2 separate regions of the Mus musculus genome follow, and region 2 is linked to region 1. Evidence: chromatin contacts called from public Hi-C data. All regions are on one chromosome and are shown on one strand. Each heading gives the region's core, a stretch centred on a gene start, on an enhancer-like site or on the middle of the called end of the contact. The rest is flanking DNA. Distances are from core to core; before and after follow the strand shown.

What was found. A called contact is a pair of places that touch in the nucleus more often than the background predicts.
Region 2: a Hi-C map of bone marrow-derived macrophages shows a contact between it and region 1, with 2.0 times the contacts expected there. The contact joins the promoter of Plscr4 here to the enhancer-like site in region 1. A contact is called at or near these places in 5 of 39 promoter capture datasets (the 3T3-L1 cell line, 3T3-L1-derived adipocytes, the C10 cell line and 2 more), 4 of 484 Hi-C or Micro-C datasets (bone marrow-derived macrophages, uterus and ventricular fibroblasts), 2 of 115 datasets of contacts at active chromatin or transcription factors (bone marrow-derived macrophages and cardiomyocytes) and 3 of 9 other capture datasets (adipose tissue, liver and pancreatic islet).

What each region holds. Positions count from the first base shown.
Region 1 is chr9:92,366,137-92,372,981 of GRCm38.p6, reverse strand. No RefSeq gene overlaps it. Among named protein-coding and RNA genes, the nearest start is that of 1700057G04Rik, 60 kb to the right of the region's middle. Within about 2 kb of position 3,826, at least 12 of the 459 cell types and tissues checked have an H3K27ac peak or open chromatin away from gene starts, as enhancers often do. A contact at or near this core is called in bone marrow-derived macrophages, where this site is marked.
Region 2 is chr9:92,451,539-92,459,206 of GRCm38.p6, reverse strand. It overlaps Plscr4 (phospholipid scramblase 4), which reads right to left and starts at 1,829. Exons shown (of 9, transcript NM_178711.3): 1 at 1,282-1,829.

The DNA of each region.
Region 1 (6,845 bases), core at 2,577-5,076:
AGGATTGAAGAAAAGAAGTTGGAGGTATCCTGAAGAGGAGGATTGGAGTTGCCAGGAACCCAATTCAGGGGCATTAATTAGCAGGAAGTAGTCTAAAGAGATCTATGTCCCCTTATCCCTCTAACCTTCTTTCTCTCCTACCTAGTGTTGGGGGACCTGGAAGGGATGAGGGTGAAATAAGGGTTGAAGGGTGAGAGATATAATAACCCAGAAAAGTAGCTAAAACAAATATGCCAACAAAACCCTGTTTATTCATATATTTTAAAGGGTTGAGTTTAACGCTAAAATCCAGGACATATACACTCTCATACACATACATGCAAACATACAAAGAAAGACATAGACATTCATATATACTCACACACTCATTCACACTTACACACAATGCACATACATATATGCATACCCATGCACATAAACACATTCATTTACCTCCCAACACATGTGCACACTTACACACACACACACACATACACCTAGAGCTATACCAAGCATATGCAAATGTGTATACATCATGAATATGCATGCTAGAATATGATTTACTTATCAGTTACTTTTTGTAATCAACAGTATACTTCGTAGATACCTGTGACCATACTATAGAGCTATAGCATTCCTTTAAGTACCCCCTTACATGGCAAAGTCATTGTTTAACCCAGGATCTACTTAATTTAAACTTGCAGCAGAATAGCTTGTGAGCTTGATCTAACGCAGATTGCCAACACTCTTTACTGGATCTTCTGGCTCAGATGGTCTGTGGTGGGACCTCATGTTTAGGCTTTAGCTCCATGCTTGTGACTCCTTAAATGATTAGTTATTATTGTTATTTCTCTCTATTGGATTCCTGTGGCTATTGTTTACCTCTCTTCCAACTTTTGTGAATCACAATTATATACTTATTTAAGATTTTGCATCCTTCACACTCCAGACCAAAACTAACAAGGCAAATGAGATCAGGCTCGTTGAGTCTCTGAAAATGGTGAGCATATAAAATGTTCATTCATTCCTCATTGTAGGTGTACAGTGATCTTCTTCTGTAATAAATAGCCAAAGTATGAGTATTAGCCTAATGAAATGAAAAATGGGCACATTCTTTTATAACATACTTAATTAGAAAAAAGCATGTATATTAAATGAATCCATAAGTGTCAACTATAGTCTTACAATCTCTAATGTATATGAAAGATCCTCCTTAGTGTTTTTTATTTATTAAAATTTCATCTTCATGAAAAAAATAATTTGCATGTAACAGGAAAATTAAGAGTTGAACTATGAATGACAATGTCTCAGACTGGGCAATGAAACTGAGCTATCTGGACAGTTACCTGTATTCTTTTTCTAGATCAGATTTCTAGAATAATCCAGAATCATGGGTTCCCTGAAATAAGTTTGAGGAACTTATGTGGGAACCTTATTTCAGGAGCCAGACTAGTGTAGCATATCTGAATGCAGAATGCCATCTTTAGAAAGAAAGATTTAATTGGAACCGACTTACTGTTTCAGAGGTTTAATCCATTGTCATGGCAGGAAACAGCAGTATACAGGCAGACATGGTACTGGAAAAGAAGCTGAGAGTTCTGCCTGTTGGATCTGCAGTCAGCAGGAGTTTGTGTGTTACATTGGGCAAAGCTTGAGCAAAGGAGACTTCAAAGCCTGCCCCAACAAGGCCACACCTCCTAATAGTAGTACTCCCTATGGGTCAAGAATCCAAACACACGAGTCTATGGGGGCCATTCTTATTCAAACCATCACACCAATCTTGATTAATGTTCTTGTGTTCACGGAGAGTCAAACACAACCTGGAAGAAAGTGTTTGGTAGAATAAATCCACTCATCTCAGAGCCCAAAAATTAATGAGAAAGCAAAGCAAGAGACTAGATAGAGTCTCACAGTCCCTTTGAAGGCATGTCGCTAATGTCCTAAGACTCCACAAAACTCCATCATCTAAAAGCTCTAAACCCCCCACCTCCAAAGTGTCACCAGGCTAGGGACCAAGCCTTTTGTGGGTCATTTCAGATCCAACTTATAGAATCATTATGAGTAAAGTTGTTGGGAACATCCTTGGCATGATTTTATGTGGACATGTTTTTGGCTAATTTGATTGTATATATAGGAGCTGTTAGATGCAATTTATGTTCATTTGTGACAAATGTATCATAATGTATTAAGGGTATTAAAAAAAAAAAACTCTTCCAGAATGAAGATTTCATTTTTTTAAAGAATTATAAATAACATGTGGCCAGTAACTACAGACATAATTATCAAAGTTAATTATTCATAGAATGTCAGAAAATTAATATTAATGGCACAAACAAACAGTAATTAAATCTCATGCAACCTGATGCAGAATAAGACATTTTCCTAATGTTAGTGTTCAATGTTCACATTTGCATACGGGGTTTCTAATAGCCAAGTATGAATGCAACATGAAATGGAAGTAACATTTTTAGAGTTAGTTGCATCCTCAAAATCTAGACTTATAAATAAAATTATGATGCTACTCAAAATAAACATTACTACATGTATGAAAATTAAAGTTTAAAGTCTAATAAAATATAAACTATTTTGTTATAGTTATAATGATTTAGTATCCTAAAAAGAACTTATTTATATCATCACAGATCAAGTAAGTTCTAATATACATTATACCACATCCAAATGTTCCAAGTCAAATGAACAGGTGGGTGCTGTCCCAGTTGTCCACATCCATTGTGGGTTGTAGATTATAAAAACAAAACAAAACAAAACAAAGCCATAATATATATTATATGAATGCTCTAAAGTGAGATAGATTGAATTGATTTAAACATTAGGTTAAAAAGATTAACACTATTGAAATAGCATGAGTAGAGTCAGGAACTAAAATTTTTATTTTCTCTCTTTGGCATATCATTAATGCCCTCTTTTAAAATTGTTTTTAGTGGACATATTTATGTTTTATATTTGTATTCAGTACTTGAACTAAATCCAAAAAGAATCCTAGGAATGCAACATGTCCCAATTAATCCAATCAGTACCAGTTAGGTGAATTCCTATCAATATTGCCATGTGACTACTTCAACCTCTTTTAATAAAATTATCTTTCTGTTTCAGAATTATTGGATCCTTTTTCCTCTTTAATTTAATAGTAAAGGGCAGACAGCCTGACATTTTGTCTAAGCAACAGCCAAATGAAACATTTAAAATATGGCTTTGGTACATATCAATCTCCAGTGGCCTTATTTTTATGAATTTATCACTAATCTCCATGGCATTACAATGCACTATTGACCCTGGGTTAAAGTTAATCATTCTGTGTTTGCTTTGTCTTGCTTGGAATTAGACTTAAATATTATAAATATACAAACCCAGCTTCCAGCTCAATATTTCAGAGGATGGTTTTAGCAGTGTTTATGAGGATGCTGAAGTTATTCCAAAATCTACTCCCATCATTTTGGGGATGAATATCGTCTCATCAATTCTTAAACATGTTCAAAATTGCAACCACATAGCTAAAAGACAACTATACTTTAAAAAAATCCCAACCAAATAGATAAACTTGAAAACTTTAGAATTATTTAGATGAAGTATGTCATACCTATATTTAAACTTTGAGGAAATGAAAAACATTTTGCAAGATTGGCCATTTTGTTTTACATTCTCACAAGCAATATAAGAGCGTTCCACATTCTCTGCACTCTAATTTTGATGTAATAAACTTACTTGTCTGGTGTTGTTACTACTATTGCTTGAGCTTTATGTTAGATAGAAGAAACCACACCCTTATCCAGTGTTAATACTTTATTTTGTTTTTCTAGTAGTGTTAAAGTTTCAGTTCCTTTGCTTCTGTTTATGGTCTGCTTTGAAAGAATGTCTGTTTGTGGTTAATGTAATCATCCAACTTGACTCATTTGTGTGTCAATGCCTACTTAATTCAGAAAAAAAATAACCTGTTGATGACACATTTTTCCCTTAATTTTTTTTGAGTCCTGTAGACCACCAACTGTTCATAAGTATGAACTATACTTCTGAACATTCTAATCTTCCACTGATATGTATGTTTCTTTTATGTTAGTTCCAGACTATCAGTATAATTTTTACAATGGGAAAGTCTGAATCCTTCAAATTAAGCTTAAAAAAATAAAAGATTGCATTGTAAACTAACTTAAAAATAAATAAACAAAAGGCAGACTCATTTAAAAATACACTATTATTTTTTCCAAGTTCTTTCCAAATGCTTTCAGGATGCAGAAACTATGTATGTCATGTACAGAATGGCCCACACATCGTCCTTATAATTTCCTATTGAAGTGATCCAGGCACTTCCTACCCATCACCCAACTCTTGAGACATGCAAAATTTTAAGTAGTAGGCACAAGAGTGTGCTATTGTTGCTGCAGTAGCAAGTCAACCCTCTATGTGTCATGTCCTGATTATGAAGTTAGAATTCTAAAGATTGGCTTCAGGACTCTGTTCCTCGTGGAGCAATTGGTAAGGCATGCCTGTTGCTTAAGGTGGCCCATGTGCCTTAGATTAAGGAATCTTTCCTGAAATTTCAAACCCAGGAAGAGAGAACACTTTCTCTAGGGACACTTGTAATAGGTTTCAAGTTGCACAGACAAAGCTGTGGAATCCATCTTAACTCTCACATAGGCCGCATTCCTTCCAGAAGGTTCTTCCCATTGAGTTATGAATGCTTCCGCTGCTGAGCTGTTGGCTTGGTAGCTTTTGTGAAGCTGAGGAGAAAGGGTAAGAGTAATGCTCCAAAGTGAGTTCTTTCTGAGATGACTCTGCTTTTCTTGAATAAGTATTATCTAGATCTTTGCAAACCTTTGGTTAATTGTGAATTTTGAAATTTTAAAACTAGTGTTCTGAAAGCTTTTCTTGAGAGGTTTCCAGAGGCCCTCCTTCATTTTAAATCTCTGTATGTACAAGTGACACAATATCTGTAGACTGACTGTTATGTGAAATTATGAATAAACCTGAACATGATAAATATACTTTTAAAACTCCAGTTGCCTACACATAAGCTTTTATGTTTCAATAAGTATATTATGTTGATAAAATATTATTGGTATATATTTTAAGGTATGTGTTAATATAAATATGTTTAATGGATGTAAAATGTATTAGCTTTTCAAACACATGGTGCCAAACAAAGAGATACAATGTAATCATGCTGGATACATTGTGTGAATGTTCTCACATATCTTAATACCTATTCATGATTATCTCCAGTTTCATAAAGAAATATATCACTGGTAGAAGACCTAAAATATACTAATTTTGTGCTCTGTGACAATTTAAATGTTTTCTGTGTCACAGGCTTTCAAAGAACAGTGACAACACATAATTCTATGAAGTGCTTGTTTCACTTGAAGGCTTGGAGAGAATATGGATCTTGATTGACATATGCCTCAACCTAATGCATGTTTATTAATTCTGGAAGAAAGTTAAGATTTTTACATGTAATCACACACACCAAAGTAGCTTATCTTTGGCATGGATTGAGAGATGATGCAGTGGGGGAATGTATAGATACTCCTAATTCAATTCCCTTTATAAGGCAAATTTGGTGTTGTCACGTGAACATAAGGTTAGGGGTAGACAGGGAGACTGAAGAAAAATAGCTGGAGCAGGAAGAGCATGGAGTGAAAGTGATGAGCGTGGAAGGAGAACGTGCATGAGGGCAGAAGAAACATCCATATATATGTATGTATAAATATATGTATGTGTATAGGTATGTATATGTGTATGTATATATGTTTATGATGTATATGTATGTGTATATATGTATATACTAATTTGTACACACATTGTGTAGCAATAATAAGCAAAGGAAAACTAGCTATCAACTTGAGAGTAGAATGGACATGAAAGAAGTTTGGCAGTAGTTTGGAGGGCCTGGAGGTAAGAAAAGTGGATAGAATCCATTTCTATTAAAAAATATACATTTTTTTTCTTAAAAAGTAAGATCTTCTTATGTCAGACTAGAAGCCTTAAGACGCCCGTGAATCCTTCTGCCTGAACTAGAATTTCATAGAGTAGGATATAAGCTTCATTTAAAATGGCAGGAAGCCCTGGACATTGCCTGGGCAGCACAGTATGAGAGAATCAACCGTAAGTCTTGAGAGCTTGACAGTGGAAGACCTGGCCCCACCCCTTTCCTGGGAAAATTGGGGAAGCTGACCCTAGTGACACAGGCACAGGAGGTCTGGTAGGCTGACCAATTCAGCTTCCAACCAGGCCCAGATCCAGGGCTTTGAGTTGGCGCACCCCAACATCTACCCCAGCTATGAACTGCTGGAACACAAGGAAGGGCCAGCCCTGCAGATCCAAAGCTGCAGGATCTCCATGACAGAGAGCAATAACAGGGTAATCAAGAGGAATCTGGTTGGGGATTCAGTATTGATGGTGAAGCCAGAGGCCCCAAAACAAACCAATGGCTCATTGCAATGATCATTTGCACGTAAACCTGTTGGGGGAAAGAGTACACTGTGTGACACTGCGACACACCACAACTACCACAGTGAGGCTTTTGCAGTTGTTTTCAATTGTGTGGTGAGGGTGGGCAGCTGCAAAGGTAGAGGGCAGACATGAAAGGATGGCATGGCTAAAACCATCCAGTGGAAAAAAAAACAGCATTTTCAATAAATGGTGCTGGCTCAACTGGCAGTTATTATGTAGAAGAATTCGAATTGATCCATTCTTATCTCCTAAAGTCTTAGTGGATCAAGGAACTCCACATAAAACCAGAGACACTAAAACTTATAGAGGAGAAAGTGGGGGAAAGCCTCGAAGATATGAGCACAGGGGGATAATTCCTGAACAGAACACCAATGGCTTGTGCTGTAAGATCCAGTATC
Region 2 (7,668 bases), core at 580-3,079, 88 kb before region 1:
TCTTTCTTCAGTTTTATTGTAATGTCTGGGATCATTCTACTGTCTGTTCATTCTTTAGAATACCCCCTTTTTTTTTTAATATAAAACAAGCTGCCATGTATTTCATTTAAATTGCAGTGTGGCAATTCTTTCAAATAGTCTAGCTAAAGAGCCAGTTTAAAACTATGAATGAGTTACGATTCTGTTTAATTATGTATTATTTAAGGGACATGATATTTTCACCTAAGAAAATAAATTTTATTGGGGTCTCATGTGTAGCATAATTTTAATACTTGGAGTTTCATATTCATATTTTTATCCACAATTCATAGTTTAAATAAATTTGTCATTTTTCTGTTATTTATACTAAAGTGTGTTTTCACTGTACTTTCCTGTAGTTGAGCCTCAAAAGACTTACAAAGTGTGATGCAACTGGAATGCTTATTAACTTTGTTATTGTCCCTAGGCACTTAAATTATGCATAATGTGCCATCTTTGTGTCCTCTGTTCTGGTGATGTCATTGGGCCATACAATGTGACAGTGTGGCTACTTTAAGGGTTACATAATGCCTTGCTTCCTTATTTCCCATAACAAGGAGCTGGAAGGTGGAGGTTGTGTGTTTACTTCTGCAGTAACATCTGTATCCCAGAAGTATCTTGGAAATCAACCTTACTGCATAATGTCTTCATAATATACTTCTGTTACTCTTGCTGGCTCCACTTAAACTACTATAGACAAAATAAAAGCGCAAACATACTGCGGTTCTTAAAAGTGGGTACATCCACACAATATAAGATATAAAATTCTAAGTCCTAAAAGGCTAATATTGTACTCTGTAAAGTAATGGGGGGGGGGGACACAAACAAACAAACAAACAAAAACTTGTCTCTATCTTTTAGCCCCTGCCAGTAAAACCTTGCAAAGTTATCTGAAAACATCTATGCCCAAGGCCCTAGGAGAGACCCACAGAGCTGCAAGGAGGGGACAGGCTCCACTGGTGCAAGAGGGAAAAGTGTGGAGAGGGTCTCCTGGGAAGGGCCTGCACCCTCGAGAGTTCATGTCACCAGGGCCGAATGATGCTCCCATAGAGCCTTCACCCAGCACCCCATTGTCCTATCAAGAGCCGGGGGAAACCAAGCGGACCCCAACACAAGAAACCCCACCCCGCTCCACAAAGCGAAAGTTGCGCAACCACCTGCGGCTGAGCTGCCCCGCCTCCTCCACTGTCACGGAGCCCGCGCCCTCCATCCCGCATCCCCCTAATCTCCCAGGGTCCCCCGCTCCCCGCTGGCCCCTCTCACCGCCCGCAGCTGCAGGCGTCGCCGGCTGAGCTCGCTGTCCTGCCTGGGGGAAGGCGAGAGGCGCCGAGGAGCTGGGACGATCCACGCGGGGCAGCCGGGGGAGCCTTCCCGGGAGGGCTTCCTGCAGGGTGGGGCGCCGGCGTCCTGAACCCTAGCCAAACGCAGGGTAAACAAGTTGTGGGCGCCAGCGAAGCCCGCGGGGTTGAGCTCCGAACCGCTCCTCTGCTGGTGGCGGGAAGCAGCTGGTCTACCAGCCTCACTGCTCGGCTCTCATTCCCATCCCTGGAGGAGACCAGTTTGATCTGGGAGGGAGAGGGACTAGGACTGGGGTGCTGGTGGGGGTAGAAGCAGGCTCAAGATTTCTGACTCTCTAAAGAGGACTTTGGTTACTTGGTTAATTGCTGCTGTCAGGCACACATAGTTTTATCAAATTAAAGTGGTTCGGTCCGGTACAGTTAGCTGAAGGAAGTGGACGAACCAAATGTCCTTTGACCTCACTCAGAACCACAACTGGGCACAGCCTGACCTGAAGAAGCTGCCGAGAACTTGGCCTTGCAGGCTGCGCTCTGGGAGGAGTTTACATGGGGGTGGAGTTCTGGAATTTTCCATTTTCCCTCGCACATGATTTGTCAGAATAGATTTAACAATTAATAATGTTCTGGTCGGTAATATCTGCCAAGAATACTTCTCAAATGAAGAAATACAGCCTTTTATTGAAAGCATGAAACAAACAAACTGACATCAAAGTCTTAGCGAGATGTAATGGTTTGAGTTTGTTAGAGGGACCAAGAAATTGAGCTTGTGAGTGTGAATATCTAGATTGGCCTCATGAGAGATACCAAAAGCATTCAAGATCAAAACATGTCTGTGGAAAGAGAGGCCCATTGGTCTTGCAAATTTTATATGCCTCAGTACAGGGGAACGGCAGGGCCAAGAAGTGGGAGTGGGTGGGGGGATATATGGGGGACTTTTGGGATAGCATTGGAAATGTAAATGAAGAAAATACCTAATTAAAATAAAATTTTAAAAAATCATGTCTGTGAAGCATTGCTTGGAAGACAAATCAAATATATGAGAGCAACCACATAGGCACTCAGGAGCTATGAGCCAACCACATAGGCACTCAGGAGCCATGAGCCACCGCAGAATTCATGGGCTTTTGCATTTCCAGAGCAGGTGTCCAGCCTGAATTCCTGAGGGTTTGGGGGTGGGGGCTGATACACACTTTCTTTATGAATCCCTACTGCAACGTGCCTCTGTCTCTTTGACACTCTTGGGGAGGGAGAGGTGTTTTGTGTTGTGTTTACAACAGTCTTAATGTCAGTAATGGAGCAGTTCAGTAAAATTAAAGTTTCCCCAGGTTCCATTTCCTCAATCCTGTGTTTTTACTGTAATGTTCACAAACGCACAAGCTGTAAAACTATACAGAATATGGCATTTGGGTCAGCCATCAGTTACTTGGGTTTTGACAAAACTTAGATTAAAAAAAAAAAGGCAGCATTTATAGTGTCCCATGTGTGTGATTTCTTTCTTTCTTTGTTTGTTTGGTTTTTTTTTTTTTTTTTTTTTTTTTTTTCGAGACAGGGTTTCTCTGTGTAGCTTTGGCTGTCCTGGAACTCACTCTGTAGACCAGGCTGGCCTGGAACTTAGAAATCTGCCTGCCTCTGCCTCCCGAGTGCTGGCATAAAAGGTATATGCCACCACTGCCCCGTGTGATTTCTTGACTTAACTGGTTTTGCTTGCTTGCTTGCTTGCTTGCTTGCTTGCTTGCTTGCTTGCTTGCTTGCTTGCTTGTATCTGTATTTTTCCGTTCTCTTGAGCCTCTAAGTCTGCTTTTCTTTTCTGGCACAACCTTTGAGATGATTCCACAGCCTTTCTAAAATCTTAGCATATTTTATGCTGTATATTATGTTGACTTTTAAAACAGATACTTACACACACAAAGTAAAGGGTTACATTGTGACATCTTCTTACATATGTGTCAATATACTTGGTTGTTATCCAAGCTTCTTCCCACTACACTTTCCCATTCCTTTTCCCCATTCCCCATACCCTCTGCCTTCTCTCTTCTTGTGGTCCCCTTTGTCCTCAAGAGCCACCCCACTCTCAGCCCCTTCCTGGTTTCATGTTCTATTCCATTTATATTCTATTCACCTCTCTTTCTATGAGTTTCTTTTCTTGTTGCTATGATAAAGTATTCTGGCAAATGCTAGTTAAAGGAGAAAAGACTTATTCTGGTTCACAGTTCAAGGCTACAATCCTTTACAGATATACCCTAGGATTTTCTCCTACATAATTCTAAATTCTAATAAAATAATGGCACTAAACTATCACATGGGCCCCCTTACTCCTCCCAAGATACACTGGAGCAGGGAGGGCAGTAAGAGGGAGGGAGAAAGGAGAGGTAGGGAGGAAGGATGGATAGATGGAGGAAGGGATGGAGGGAGTGGGAGAGGAAGAGAAGATGAGGACAAGGAGGGAGGAAGAGTTAGAGCTACACCTAAGCCTAAAATTTCACATGTCGTAAGGTCTATATGTACTCATCTGTGAATATAAGATAAATATTTAGAATGTAAATAGATATTCTTCTATTATAGCAAAGCGGTAGTTGTCGATTTGCTTTCAAGATCCCTGACTTCACTAGCTATAGGGAGTTGGCTAGGTTACCAGTATCAGGTTCCCTGTTGTTGAGTAGACCTTACAACCAACAGAGATGATGGTTATCAACAAAGGGTGTGTACCACTGTTGTAACCTTAGTGTTATCTTCCTAGTCTGGCCATTGTTGTGGTTCAGAGGAATCATAACTGGGTAGGACTATTGGTTGCTTCCTTGGGAGAGAGTCCATGACATCTGGTACTATGTTAACTAGTCCTCAGAAAAGAGGCTTTCAGGTTAGAATCCGCTCAGACCTTCCTTCTTTCCTGACCAAACTTCACAGTATCTTCAACAATTTGGGACTTGGTGTGATATTTCTCCTTTGTAATCTAGCTTACTTCGTTTAATAGAATGATACTCAGTTTCATCCTTTTTCCTACAAATCTCCTAATTTAGTTTTTGTGACTGAATAAAATCTCATGGTGCATATGTATCATATTTTTGGTATCCATTTATCTTTTGGTGAATGTCTAAGCTCTGATTTTATTTTTTTATTTCTATCTATTGTAGAAATTGAAGCAATACTACAAATGTGCAAGTAACTCTGTAGTTAACAGGTATAATTTTATGGGTGTATAACTAGGAGTGGTGTAGCTGGGTCATATGGTAGTTTAGCTTTTGGGGGGAGCTACCATAATGATTTTCATAGTCGTTACGAAACATTTACAAAATGGCCAACCCTACATAGGGCGTCTCACGTCGTCACATTTTTACCAACATGGATTTATTGGTGTTTGGCATTCTGACTAGGGCAAGTGGAAAATTTAAATTCATTTTAATTTGCATTTCCCTGATGGCTAAAGATGTTGAACATTTCTTCAAATTCTCATTGGACATTTACAGTTCTGTTATTCAATACCCCATTTATTGATAAGATTATTTTTAGTCTGCAGTTATTTTATATCATTTAAATTCTAGCCCTTGGTCTGATATATAGTTGGCAAGTATTATTCTCTGTCTGTAGGCTGTGCATGATTGCTTCTTTGGCTATTCAGAGGCCTCTAGAATCACATAATCCTTTTTGTCAAATCAGAGGCTTGTTTCCTGTGACGCTCACCTTTTTTAAAGGAAGTCTGCACCTGTATTTGACATTAGGTCACAACTTATCTATATGTTATTCTATCCATCTTAAGGTAAAGCCTTACATTAAGGCCTTTAACTTGTTTTGAATTGATTTTTGTACAGGTGAGATGCAGGGATCTAGTTATCCAAGCACCATTTACTAAGAAGCCCCTCCCTCCATCTAAGTTTCTAGCAATTTTGTAAAGAAAAAAAAAAGTGACAGTAACTCTTTGCCCTTGCTTGTGGGTTGTTCCATCTACCCTGTGTCTGTTTGGTGATGCTGCTGTGCTATTTTTATTATTGTAATTCTGACAGAATTTGAGATCAGCTATTATGGTACTCCAGCGGAGATCTTTCTGCTCAGAATTGCTCTGGTCATTGGAGTCTTTTGTGTTTCCAGTATGAATTTGGAATTTTTTTGTTGTTGTCCTGTGAAAAACTCATTGAAATTTGGGAGGGGATTATGTTGACTCTGTAGTCTTATTTCTATAACATAGACATTTTCACAATATTAATTCTGCCAGTGAGACATCATTCTATTTTCTGGTGTATTCTTCAACTTCTTTCTCTTGGACTTTAAAGTTTTGTTAGCAAGGTTTTTCGCTCCCTTGTTTCTTGTATTTTAAAAATATTTTTAAACTACTATGAGTGAGCTTTTCCCCTTATTTTTACAAAGAGACCTGACTTACAGGTATTGACTTTGTAATCTACTACTCTGCCAAAGCAGTTTTCCAAGTCTAATAAGACTGTTCTAGATCTTGGTCCGGGACCCGCCGAACTTAGGAAATTAGTCTGAACAGGTGAGAGGGTGCGCCAGAGAACCTGACAGCCTCTGGAACAGGCAGAAGCACAGAGGGGCTGAGGCAGCACCCTGTGTGGGCCGGGGACAGCCGGCCACCTTCCGGACCGGAGGACAGGTGCCCGCCCGGCTGGGGAGGCGACCTAAGCCACAGCAGCAGCGGTCGCCATCTTGGTCCGAGACCCGCCGAACTTAGGAAATTAGTCTGAACAGGTGAGAGGGTGCGCCAGAGAACCTGACAGCTTCTGGAACAGGCAAAAGCACAGAGGCGCTGAGGCAGCACCCTGTGTGGGCCGGGGACAGCCGGCCACCTTCCGGACCGGAGGACAGGTGCCCGCCCGGCTGGGGAGGTGACCTAAGCCACAGCAGCAGCGGTCACCATCTTGGTCCGAGACCCGCCGAACTTAGGAAATTAGTCTGAACAGGTGAGAGGGTGCGCCAGAGAACCTGACAGCTTCTGGAACAGGCAGAAGCACAGAGGCGCTGAGGCAGCACCCTTTGTGGGCCGGGGACAGCCAGCCACCGTCCGGACCGGAGGACAGGTGCCCGCCCGGCTGGGGAGGCGGCCTAAGCCACAGCAGCAGCGGTCGCCATCTTGGTCCGAGACCCGCCGAACTTAGGAAATTAGTCTGAACAGGTGAGAGGGTGCGCCAGAGAACCTGACAGCTTCTGGAACAGGCAGAAGCACAGAGGCGCTGAGGCAGCACCCTGTGTGGGCCGGGGACAGCCGGCCACCTTCCGGACCGGAGGACAGGTGCCCGCCCGGCTGGGGAGGCGGCCTAAGCCACAGCAGCAGCGGTCGCCATCTTGGTCCGGGACCCGCCGAACTTAGGAAATTAGTCTGAACAGGTGAGAGGGTGCGCCAGAGAACCTGACAGCTTCTGGAACAGGCAGAAGCACAGAGGCGCTGAGGCAGCACCCTGTGTGGGCCGGGGACAGCCGGCCACCTTCCGGACCGGAGGACAGGTGCCCACCCGGCTGGGGAGGCGGCCTAAGCCACAGCAGCAGCGGTCGCCATCTTGGTCCCGGGACTCCAAGGAACTTAGGAATTTAGTCTGCTTAGGTGAGAGTCTGTACCACCTGGGAACTGCCAAAGCAACACACTGTCTGAGAAAGGTCCTGTTTTGGGCCTTCTTCTTCGGCCAGGAGGAGGTCCAAATACAAGATATCTGCGCACCTTCCCTGTAAGAGAGCTTGCCAGCAGAGAGTGCTCTGAGCACTGAAACTCAGAGGAGAGAATCTGTCTCCCAGGTCTGCTGATAGACGGTAACAGAATCACCAGAAGAACAATCTCTAAACAGAGTCAACTATAACTACTAACTCCAGAGATTACCAGATGGCGAAAGGTAAATGGAGGAATCTTACTAACAGGAACCAAGACCACTCACCATCACCAGAACCCAGCACACCCACTTCGCCCAGTCCAGGGAACCCCAACACACCTGAGAACCTAGACCTAGATTTAAAAGCATATCTCATGATGATGGTAGAGGACATCAAGAAGGACTTTAATAAATCACTTAAAGAAATACAGGAGAACACTGCTAAAGAGTTACAAGTCCTTAAAGAAAAACAGGAAAACACAATCAAACAGGTAGAAGTCCTTACAGAAAAAGAGGAAAAAACATACAAACAGGTGATGGAAATGAACAAAACCATACTAGACCTAAAAAGGGAAGTAGACACAATAAAGAAAACTCAAAGCGAGGCAACACTAGAGATAGAAACCCTAGGAAAGAAATCTGGAACCATAGATTTGAGCATCAGCAACAGAATACAAGAGATGGAAGAGAGAATCTCAGGTGCAGAAGATTCCATAGAGAACATCGGCACAACAATCAAAGAAAATGGAAAATGCAAAAAGATCCTA